3 separate regions of the Mus musculus genome follow, and all the other regions are linked to region 1. A link is a contact called in public HiChIP or PLAC-seq and promoter capture Hi-C data. All regions are on one chromosome and are shown on one strand. The core of a region is the stretch at or near the end of the contact, and the rest is flanking DNA. Distances in the headings are between cores, read along the strand shown. Region 1 holds the start of Ptpn14 (protein tyrosine phosphatase, non-receptor type 14). Region 2 holds the start of Atf3 (activating transcription factor 3). Region 3 holds the start of Tatdn3 (TatD DNase domain containing 3).

Region 1 (3,297 bases), core at 227-2,726:
GAAGTGGGTAAAAGACTTCCGGTTTCGTTTCTGCTGGGGTGGGGGCTAACTATGCCAGCAACATTGCACCAACCTGCCCATACATGCCCAGCCAGCCACCAGGTCGCTCTCCAAGACTTTCTGCACGCCCCTCTCCGCGCCCCTCACTTTGCCCAAGCTGTTCCCTCCTCTGGAATGCGGTCCCTCAACCACTCCTAAGTTGAGCATCATTCCCTCAACGAAGGTAACCCCTTTCCTCCAGGGCCTGGCCTTCCCAAGAGTCTCAGAACCCCTCTCTCACAGCACATGTCCCCATCCGCCCACGGCTGCCTGCAGGGTGCTGCAGACTCTTGTAATGTGATCTCTTAGCACAGGGGAAGACTCACCACTGAGTTTGTTGAATTAATGAGGGAGGAAATCCATTTCAAGAAATTAACGCATTTTGGAAATTGACCATACATACACCCATTCAGCAGCAGTCTGAACTCGCCTAAGTAGGACCCAGCTAATCCGTGAACCAACTAAACTCAAGACCCCAATATCTCCTCAAACCAAAGGAAGAAGGGCAAAGCGGGATAGTGACAGCGCACATCAATTCCTCCCAGAAAAGATAGGAAAACCATTCCCAAAGATTTAAAACTAGATGTGGCGTCACGTGGGAAAGGGGCTGTTAACTCTCAGAACTTGCAAAGTTCGAGTTGGAGATTGGTCTGAGATGAAGGTATTTTTCCCTGCGCGCCTGTAAGGATCACCCAAGCCGGGGCCAAGAGACTCAGGAGTTTGGTATCAAGGCTGAGGTATTGGGGAGAGGGCACAAGAACCCCCTCACAAACCCAGTGCCCACAGAGGCACAGGACAAGCTTTGGGCTCTGCGCTCTGTTCCCCTGCTCGCAAACACAACAGGAGCTGGAGGCGATGTTTTGGCTGAATCCGAGTCCCAGACCGCGCTCCCCTTCCAGCTCAATCCCGGACGAGCGAGCACTGCTAGCGAAGAGAACCGGCGGCCGGCCACCTGGCGCCCCCACCGCGCATCCCGGCGTCCCCGGCGGCGAACGAAGTTGGCTCTGCCTGGAGTATCTGCTCCCGACCGGCTAGCTTACCTGCTTACATGGCCCGGGAGTGCCCCGGGTGCCGCACGTTGACCATCAGGGAGTCTGGGTCCCCACCACTGGCTTCCAGGAGCTGGCAGAGGAGGGGCGCAGGGAGGGTTACGCAGCGGCCGGCGCGCCGGGCGCACCGGGGAGGAGAAAGGGCCAAGAACCTAAGCACCGCCGTCCCACGCGAGGGGACCCGGGCGATCAGAGAGGTGGGGCGCAGAGAGGGACCGCCAGCGGCCACTTGGTACCAGATGCTCCACGAGGACCTGCCCTGTGGACGAGACGGCTGAGCCGAGGAGCGCAGCTAGCTGGCCGGGCCCGCGGCCGAGGCGCTGGGCAGCCGGGAGAAGTTGTGCAGAACTTGAGCCTCCGGAGAGCCCGAGCGCCAGGAAGCGCGAGCGGCCGGGGAGGGCGGAGGAAGGGGCCGGGTGGGAGGGGACGAGCAGGCGCCGCTGGCCGCGCTCCCCCGCCCCGGGCTCTGCTCCGCAGTGCTGGGGGCCAGGAGGCGGGGAGCGCGCGGGGCGCTCGCTGGGCGGGCCAGGAATGCGTCCGGGGAGGGCGCGCGCCAGCCTCGGGGACGCGCGCCCTGCGCTGAAAAGAGGAGCCCGGGCTCCCCCGCTGCGGGCGCACGGTCCCCAGGGACGTCACAGCGCTGGAATCCGAGGAATGCCAGGCTGCGGGAGCTCCTTCGGCCGGCCGGGCAGAAGTCGTGCACTTTTAATGGGCTAGCTTTGGAGCGCGTTTTCCCTACCAAGGTGTGGGACGGTGGACTAAAGGAAAGTGCCCGGAGTGAGATAGACTGGAAGTGGAGAGGGGGCGATGACCCAAATCAACCAAACTGTGTGACGCTTAGGAGGCGGAGGGGAAAGAGGAAAGGAAAAGACCGTCCCTCCAAGATTTCCGTGGGCAGCTAAGGGGTGGGACACTGGAGCTAGAACAGGCCATTTATTTGAGGGAGGTCTCCAAGCAGGATGCCCCCATGCCGCCACCGCCCAGGAGACACGGGACAAAGTAGGGTGGCCTCCTTGAGAAGGCAATCTAGAAGCTCTCCTCAGAATCCTAGGATCTCTGAGTAGTGAGTCTTAGCTCCGGTCCTCCCACCCCGCCCCCACGGCCAACCAGCCTTTGTGTGCTGGAAGTTGGAATATGTGGTTTTCCCGGTTTGTTCCATGCCACGGAGGGGGCCCCACCCCGCCTGGGTAGGCACTGGGAGGGAACTGCGTTAGCACTTTCGGAGGTGGGGTTACTGAGGCGCAGCCAGTGTAATGGAAAAGGCACTCGGCCGGGCAAGGAAACCTGTATTAGGCCCCGCGGAGTTGCTGGCCCAGTGGTTAACTCAGGAAGATCCCAGCCCCCTACCCCTGATCCTTGGGTTTAGTAATTGTGAAGTGAAAGGAGTTGCCTATATTTTTAAGGTGCTTTGCATGTCTTGGCATCTGTTCTCTTCCTGAAATCTTAAGACCAGTCCTTTCAAGGACCCTGAAGTCCTTGTCACCCAAAATATCATTAAATTACTTCACTGTACAGGCAAGGGACACAAAACTTCCAGGCCTTATCCTATCAAAATGGCTCATGCCAACTCTGGAGGCAGAGACAGGAAAAATCACAAGTTCGAGGCTGGCCTAGACTACATAGCAAGACCCTACCTCAAAACAAGAAAGAAAGATCTCTGTGCCCACAGAGCAAGTCTGTTAATAACTGGCTTCTGAGTGTTCTTCTACAGAACCAAGAAGAATAAAAGAGGACGGGGGGGGGGGGGCGTGGAGGGGGCAAAATGGGGTGGATGGAAAGCAAAGGAGGCTGAGTCTTTCAAAATATCAAGGAGAGGGCTTTGAGGAGTTTCCAACCAGCCTTCAGGAATAGCTTTATGTCAAGGCTCAGTGTGGGCAGCATTCCACACAGCCTAGCGTGACAATCACGATCCCTTAGTGAGGATTCAGGCAGCAGAAAAGAGGGGTCAGCATCACCAGGGAACACCTACTGCTGAGGTGGCCTAAAGGACCCAGGCTGCAGAAGAGCTGCTCTCAGCCGCAGGCGTTTGACTGAAACAGGATGGGGCTCAAAGACAAAAAGATGCCAACAGGCTGTTCCTTTCTGGGAGACAGGAGGCAAATGTCACAGTAGAAATTAAGTGGCATATGGATGTTGTGGCTCTGAGTCTCAGACCACTGAGCACAGCCCCAGAGGCCACTGTGGTCTAGAAGAAAGAGCAAAGGGTTTT
Region 2 (3,297 bases), core at 548-3,047, 1.5 Mb before region 1:
GAGGTGTGGAGCAGGGTGTGGGCGTGGGAGACGGAGGGTGGGGCCCCGAGAGCCGTTTCCAAGGCAAAACCCAAAGCAAAACATTAGCCTGGCGCTTCCCGCGCGATGCTGCTGTAATCCCGTCAGATCCTGGCAGGATCTGAGAGGATCCCGGGGATGGAACCACCCTAGGCCTCCCGGGCCAGCAAGGACCGAGAGACTCCGGGGGCCTCGATGGAGGGCAGAGGCCTGTGAAGGGCGAGACTCTGCCTTGGACTTGAGGAACCCGGGTGCAGAGAACTTGATTTTGCCCGAAATGTCTGTCTCTGGGGCCATCAGTTGCTTACGGTTGTACTACCGTCGGCGACCTTTCCTCAGGACCGTAACAGTCCGGGTGGTAGGTGCTATGGAGGCAGCGGCACCGGTCAGTTCTGCTTCACACCCCAAACTACCTCCCTGTGACCTTCTGATCGCCTTCCTCTCAAAGGCGGGCGTTAGCAGGTGCCTCTGTCTTTACACCTCAGCGTCCTGCCCCACATGTGCCCGCCAAAGTCTGCCAGGCAGGTGTGCGATTCCTGGGCCGCAGTCTGTGCACGTGTAACCCTTGATGAGCTATGGAGTCCCGCTCAGGGTCTTGCGCTCAGCTCAGACCCTCGGAATTACTGGGTCAGAACCGGGAAACTAATTTCAAGTTTCAAACCCAGGTCTGCTGAGGCTTTGGCCTGAAATCGAGTCCTTTGCCCAGCCTTTCCCGCCACCAGATTTGAGTACAAGAGGGCTCGGTGTTCCGGCTTTAAGCGGTGCGCGTTCAGTCCCGGCCACCGTATCCCTAGAGCCCTCTGTTCCTGCAGACAGACACTCGAAACCTGGAGCCGGTTTTTCTTTCCTGATATCCAGGCGGACCCCCACCCCCGCCCAAACCGGGAGCGTAGAGATCAAAGCGTCCTCTTTCCCAGACTAGCCGAGCCGCCTTTTTCCAGCCCTTTCTTATCCCTGCGCTAGGTGGCTCTGATCTCTCCAAATCTTTCCTCTTTCTACGCTCTTGCTTTCGTGGAGAATTCCCTGTTCATTTAAAAACGTTTTGTGGTTGTTATTAAAAATAAAAACAACAACCGAACTGACCGCGTCCGGTCACTAGCACTTCGGGTTCCTAGCGAGTTCGGGGGCCGTGGGCGTGGGAGCACGAGGCTGCCGAATGTCTACGTTAACCCACAGCTGCTAGCTGGGTCCCCGGCAGAGGAGGTCACAGTGGCGGGTAACGGTGTGGATTCATCGGAGTGTAACTTTGGGCACCTCCTTCACGCGGGAGATTGTCACCGCTATCCCTTCCCCGCCCCCTCCTTAGGCTAGGCCGCTGGTCAAAGAAGGCACATTTTCCTGAAGTTTTAGAAAAATGACCACACATTTTAGAGAAAGGTCGTGCCCGCTTCCCAGCCTCACCTAGTCTGGGCCACTGCCAGGATCCGCCTCCCAGCACCACCACCCCCCCTTCCCCAACCTAGCGGAGGGAGAGATGCCAGGGCGGTGGAGTCATGCCGCTGGCTTGGGCACCATTGGCTCATGCCTGGAACACGCAGCGGCGAATACGCACATCTGGCGGTGCGCCCGGGCGGCTCCCAGCCTGATAAGGAGATAGAGGGCGGGCGGGTGTGTGTGTCCCGGGCGTGCGAGGAACGCAGGACGCGCCGTGACCGCCCCTTCTCGCACTTGCATCACCAAGTCCGCGGTCTCCACCCACCTTTTGCCCCGCCCCCGTCCCTCCTTCACCCCTCCTCTGGCCAGTTCTCCCTGGAAGCTATTAATAGCATTACGTCAGCCTGGGATTGGTAACCTGGAGTTAAGCGGGCTCCCTGCCAACGCGAGGGCTTTAAAAGGGGTGATGCAACGCGCTCCCAGCCACAGTCTCACTCAGCGAGACGCCGCGCACGGTGCTTCCCCAGTGGAGCCAATCGGCTAACCCGCGCTCCGGCAGAGTCCTTGGCGCTCGCCCGCCGGCGGGACAGACCACCCGCCTCTGGCCGCTCTCTGGACCCTGGCCGCCCCGAGCGAAGACTGGAGGTGAGTTAGAGCCACACCGAGGAGCGCTGCCCTCCTCACCCTAAGTTCCCCTCTGGTGACCAGTCCCGGGACCCTTGCGCCACCGGAGACTGAAGCCCTAGTGTCCGTGCCACAGTCGCTCGGCTGAGCCGCTCTTTGCCGCTGCCGTTCTTAGCTGGTAAAAAGTTTCTGGTAAAGTGAAAGAACGAACTTTCTCTTTTGACTCGAGGCGTGAAAGATGCCCAGGGACGGAGGAGTTGCGCTCTCAGTTTGCAACTAGGAGAGGTCGTCTGGGTGGAAGGTGGGTGCTGGTGCGCGGAGGTGACTCACACTCTGGCGATCGGGGTCCCCTCTTCCATCCATCACTTCTTGTCCCGGACCCTGGACTCGGAGCGGGTCCCTCCTAAGTCCGCGTAGAGGCGCAGTGGCCGCGGCTTGTTGAAGCGCTGCTCCCGGTATCGAGCTAAATGAATGAAGACCGGACGCTCGAACGGAGGTCCGGCACAGCCGCTGGAGGTCGCCTTGCGCTCCCCGGAGCAGAGATCTGGGCAGCATGACCGCGTAGAGCGCTGTGAGCGAAAGTGTGTTAGGATAAGTTTGGAGGCGGCGAGCCCTGGTGTGGCGCTGTCCCGGGGCTGAAGGCCGAGAGGTCTCCGCACCAGCTAACTTCGGACCGCTAGGTTTGAGACGTCACTTCCAGCCTCACTCGCTGTTGTGACTTGCTGTGCTCTGGCTGACTTTTAACCGGCCCTTGAGTTTCTTTATGTATTGGAAGGGAAGCGAAGGAATCGGATCAAGCGGGTGGAGGGACCAGGGTGTGGAACCACTTGTACTTGGGGGGGGGGGCGTGCGGGGGGGGGGTTGTTTGTATTCTCGTGACAGAGTCTCACTCTGTAATCCAGACTGCCCATAAAAACTCCGGCCAATCCTCCTGCCTCAGCCTCCCAAGTGCTGAAATTACAGGCCCACACGCCCAGCACCTTTCTGTGCGCTGTGTGCTTCAGATAGCCAGCTTTTGACAGATTTGTTTCTAGACTAAAATAATTAAAGTAAAAGGAGCCAGGGAGGGATGTTCAGTGTGGAGGCTCCCCCACCCAGCGTTCCTAGCCGGTCTCTGAGACAGGACAGGAAAGGGGGCCTCTCTTACATCTCTGTCTCCTAGCTCTCTCCCGTTGGATTGATTCCCTGCTTCGACCCCATGCTCATTTTCAACTCCCATTTCTGTATTTTCCTCTTAGCCATTTTATTTGATTTAATCATGTAGCTCACGAGCTTTCTTAT
Region 3 (3,297 bases), core at 309-2,808, 1.3 Mb before region 1:
TCTCATTCAACAAGCTATTAGAGGTGAAGTCACATTTGTCTATTCCTACATGTAAATGTTCTCATTATCTTAGCATTTTTCTATAATCAGATAAACCCTCTTAGTTACAGTCATCTCCCAAGATAACTATTAAAAACATTAAGTGCCGTTTCTCTCCTTGCCTTACTTCTAAGGAGAGAATAACACAGGAGCTACTATTCCCAAAACTGGGGTATAAAACTACAATCCAAGGAAGGTTTCTTCATTATTCTTTCCCTTAACCACTGTTGTTTTAGTTTTTGATGCTGACAACCTCTATATTTACTCTGCACTCTTGTCATTGGTCATGAATGTGCTGTTACAAGCTTGAAACTTTCCCCTACATATAGGCTGTTTATCTGCTTGAGTTAGCAGTCCTTCGATCTCTAGTGTCTTTTCCCAGAAACCATCATATTCAGGGGTACACAAAATATAGGAGAAATAAGTGTGTTCTAAGGGTTTATGGGTGCCGGGGGAGCAACAGGATGCACAGGTTCTACGTAGCCCTGGCTTGTCTGGAACTCACGGCGTGGACCAGACTAGTCTCGAACTCACAGAGATTTGCATGCCCCTGCCTTCCGAGTACTTGGCATACACTGTCATGACCAGCTCAACTAGAACTTGGTAAAATTTAACACCAAGACAGCTTCTTCATCTATTTTCAACTTAAAAAGAAAATGTTTTCTCCCCGAATCCACACGATGTTATAAAAACAAACAAAAACAATAACAATGACCAAAAACCTAGCCAGATGACTGACTTCAAGGATTATCATTTCCTGGAGAATTCCTCATACCAACCAGCAAAGTTGCGCTGGCCCACAGGAGAGCGACTTTGTCTTTACTGCGCACTTAACTACCAAAAGAAATGTTTTGTAAAACACAAGATTTGAAAGCTTGCTATGAAAGCAAAATGTGATGCCTTGTTTATACGTATAGCGCTGTACATGTTCAAGAATATGGGTACACTTAATACCGCCTGCTTCTTAAGATTACATACGTGTTCGCCCTGTATGTTCCTGACAGGAAGCAGCACCCAGGCGGCACTAGCATCTAGTTGCCTTCCCTGGCATTTCCCAAGCCAGTCTTGGGCATCGTTCCATCTGCGAAGGCCTGACATGGGCCCCGAGCCAGAGCCAGGATGCGCTGGGTGAGGACCGGGAAAGAGGGGTCCGTACCCACTGTGCGTCCCGCAGCGCGAGCTCGCGGACGTCCTCCGGCAGCACGGCCCCGAGCTCCTGCACGAAGCGACCGCACATCTCCATCACTTCCATCACCGCCCTCTTCAAGGTGCAGCGCACTCGGAAGTCCTCTAGGGGAGAGTCTGCTGCCGTGGCCTGAGGGTCTGAGGCGGCCTGGGCATCGTGGTCCTGCGGGGCGGAGACGAGCACTGTTTCAGAGACAGCCGCCATCTTCCCGGTTTAAACTAAGGCGGGAATCGCTGAGACCGGAAGGATGCTTCCCTCCCTGGAACGCTCCTGCACGCGTCCGACTGGAAACCCGATCCGCCGCCGCCGCAAGGTTCCGCCTCGGGTTCCGCGGCCCCAGAGTTCCGCCGCCTGGCTTGCAGTCGAGAAGCCTGCAGGAGTAGCTATGGGTTTGGGGTTAGTGGACTGTCACTGCCATCTCTCCGCCTCGGACTTTGACAACGTATGTGAGGGGGACTTGGGGCTTGCGGGAGTCGGGAGGGCCGTGTCTCCTTTCCCGCAAGTTTTTCTCCCCCAAATCCTCAGACCGTACCTAGTCTATGGCGACCCTTTCGAACCAGCGTCCTGGAACTGACATTCCTCATCTTACACGGCGGTTAACTATTTCTATGAAGCTTTAGTTTGTCGTCTCAACACCCCTTTCTCCTACCACTCTTGAGGTGTGCTGATCCATCCAAGCCCTTAGCAGAGGTTCTAGTTCTGGCCCGGCAGAGGGACAAACAAAAATAATAACACTTGATGGAGTGAATGTGTAGGGATGGAAATAGGTTTTACCGGCTACATTGGGGAAAGTGAAGAGGAAGGAGAAGTAGGTGCCTTTTTCTTAGGAGGTGACGCTTAGGGTGTGAGTGTATGGTAGTGATGAACACCGGCAGGTTGTAGACCTCCCATACATTATAGAATTTGATCTGTTTTAGTTAACCAGCAGCTGGAAACACTTAATAAAGGAGAAATTTCCAGGAGCTGGGAAGGGTAGGTCAAGGTCAGTAAGACATTTGGATTGCATTAGATGCACAGTCTTAACCCTTAAAAGTTTAAAAACAAACCCATTTTAAATATATATAGAGAGCGAATATTCTGAAGACAAATTTGCTGCTGAGTGGCAAAAAGGTGGAGGAGAGAAAGTGAGAGCATTTAGGAAACGTCTCAGTTTACAGACAAGAGCTGGTAGAAGCCAGTACAGTGAGAATATCATGAGAATACCATGTACTCAACAAATTTTAGGAATAACACCAACAGTACATGCATGCCTTGGATAAGAACAGCAAGGGGAGGAAGAAATCGAGCATGACTTAGATTTCAGTTTGTGCTTCCTGTAAGGAAGATGGTGATGGCCTTTGCTGAGACGAGAAAAGGTTTGGGATCAGAGTGGGCAGGTGGGCAGCTGGAAATCCTAGTGGGGGGATATTGGTTAAGTCTGATCTCATCCAAGTGGAAAGATTAGAATACATAATCATTTCAAATGTGAGTCGTGGGTCTTGGAGAGAGTAAAAACTCTGTAAGTTGGAGATTCAGCATGGTATCAAAAACCACGAGAAGGGGAGGATATAGCTTAGTGATAGAGATCTTACATAGTGTGGTCGAGGATGTTAAACAAACAAAGGAAAAAGGCAGAATCCCTTAAGGCAAGTGGAAAGAGAACAGAAGAGCTTGAAGTCACAAAAAGGACAGAGAATCAGTCAAGGAGACTGAAGAGTTACCTACCACTAGGCTGTGAAAGCAAATCATGAGGGAAATGTCCAGAAGCCTCTGAGGGACAGAGTGAGAGAGGACAGGAAAGCTCTGTGTGTTTGGCAACAGAGATCTCTGTTTTGATATAGTGTGCATCATGGACTGTGAGAGTAAGGAGGAGGGTGACTTCATTTTCTGCCACTCTGTTCCTTGCTAACAATGTTGTCCTTAATGGTGCCTCTGCTGCCTGTATATGGACCAAGAGCAGTTAATTACTCGTGTAAAACAAACGTGGTTGCTTCTGTTTGTTGTAGGATCTGGATGATGTGTTGGAGAAAGCCAGGAAGGTAAGCTAGAATCCATATCCCCCCCCCTTTTGTGCCCTTCCTGTTTCATTCAAC

The links. Promoter capture Hi-C pulls out the DNA fragments that hold promoters and counts their contacts. HiChIP or PLAC-seq counts read pairs in DNA pulled down with a chosen protein or histone mark.
Region 2: an H3K27ac HiChIP or PLAC-seq map of extraembryonic endoderm stem cells shows a contact between it and region 1. The contact joins the promoter of Atf3 here to the promoter of Ptpn14 in region 1. A contact is called at or near these places in 2 of 39 promoter capture datasets (both in embryonic stem cells), 2 of 484 Hi-C or Micro-C datasets (both in embryonic stem cells) and 2 of 115 datasets of contacts at active chromatin or transcription factors (embryonic stem cells and extraembryonic endoderm stem cells).
Region 3: a promoter capture Hi-C map of trophoblast stem cells shows a contact between it and region 1, with 7 times the contacts expected there. The contact joins the promoter of Tatdn3 here to the promoter of Ptpn14 in region 1. A contact is called at or near these places in 4 of 39 promoter capture datasets (the 3T3-L1 cell line, embryonic stem cells and trophoblast stem cells).

Annotation. Positions count from the first base shown.
Region 1 is chr1:189,726,447-189,729,743 of GRCm38.p6, reverse strand. It overlaps Ptpn14 (protein tyrosine phosphatase, non-receptor type 14), which reads right to left and starts at 1,476. Exons shown (of 19, transcript NM_008976.2): 1 at 1,080-1,476.
Region 2 is chr1:191,181,833-191,185,129 of GRCm38.p6, reverse strand. Atf3 (activating transcription factor 3) reads left to right here and starts at 1,797. Exons shown (of 4, transcript NM_007498.3): 1 at 1,797-2,037.
Region 3 is chr1:191,061,171-191,064,467 of GRCm38.p6, reverse strand. Tatdn3 (TatD DNase domain containing 3) reads left to right here and starts at 1,558. Exons shown (of 10, transcript NM_001357166.1): 1 at 1,558-1,667; 2 at 3,211-3,243. The coding sequence starts at 1,611. Nsl1 (NSL1, MIS12 kinetochore complex component) reads right to left here and starts at 1,447. Exons shown (of 6, transcript NM_198654.3): 1 at 1,196-1,447. The coding sequence starts at 1,429.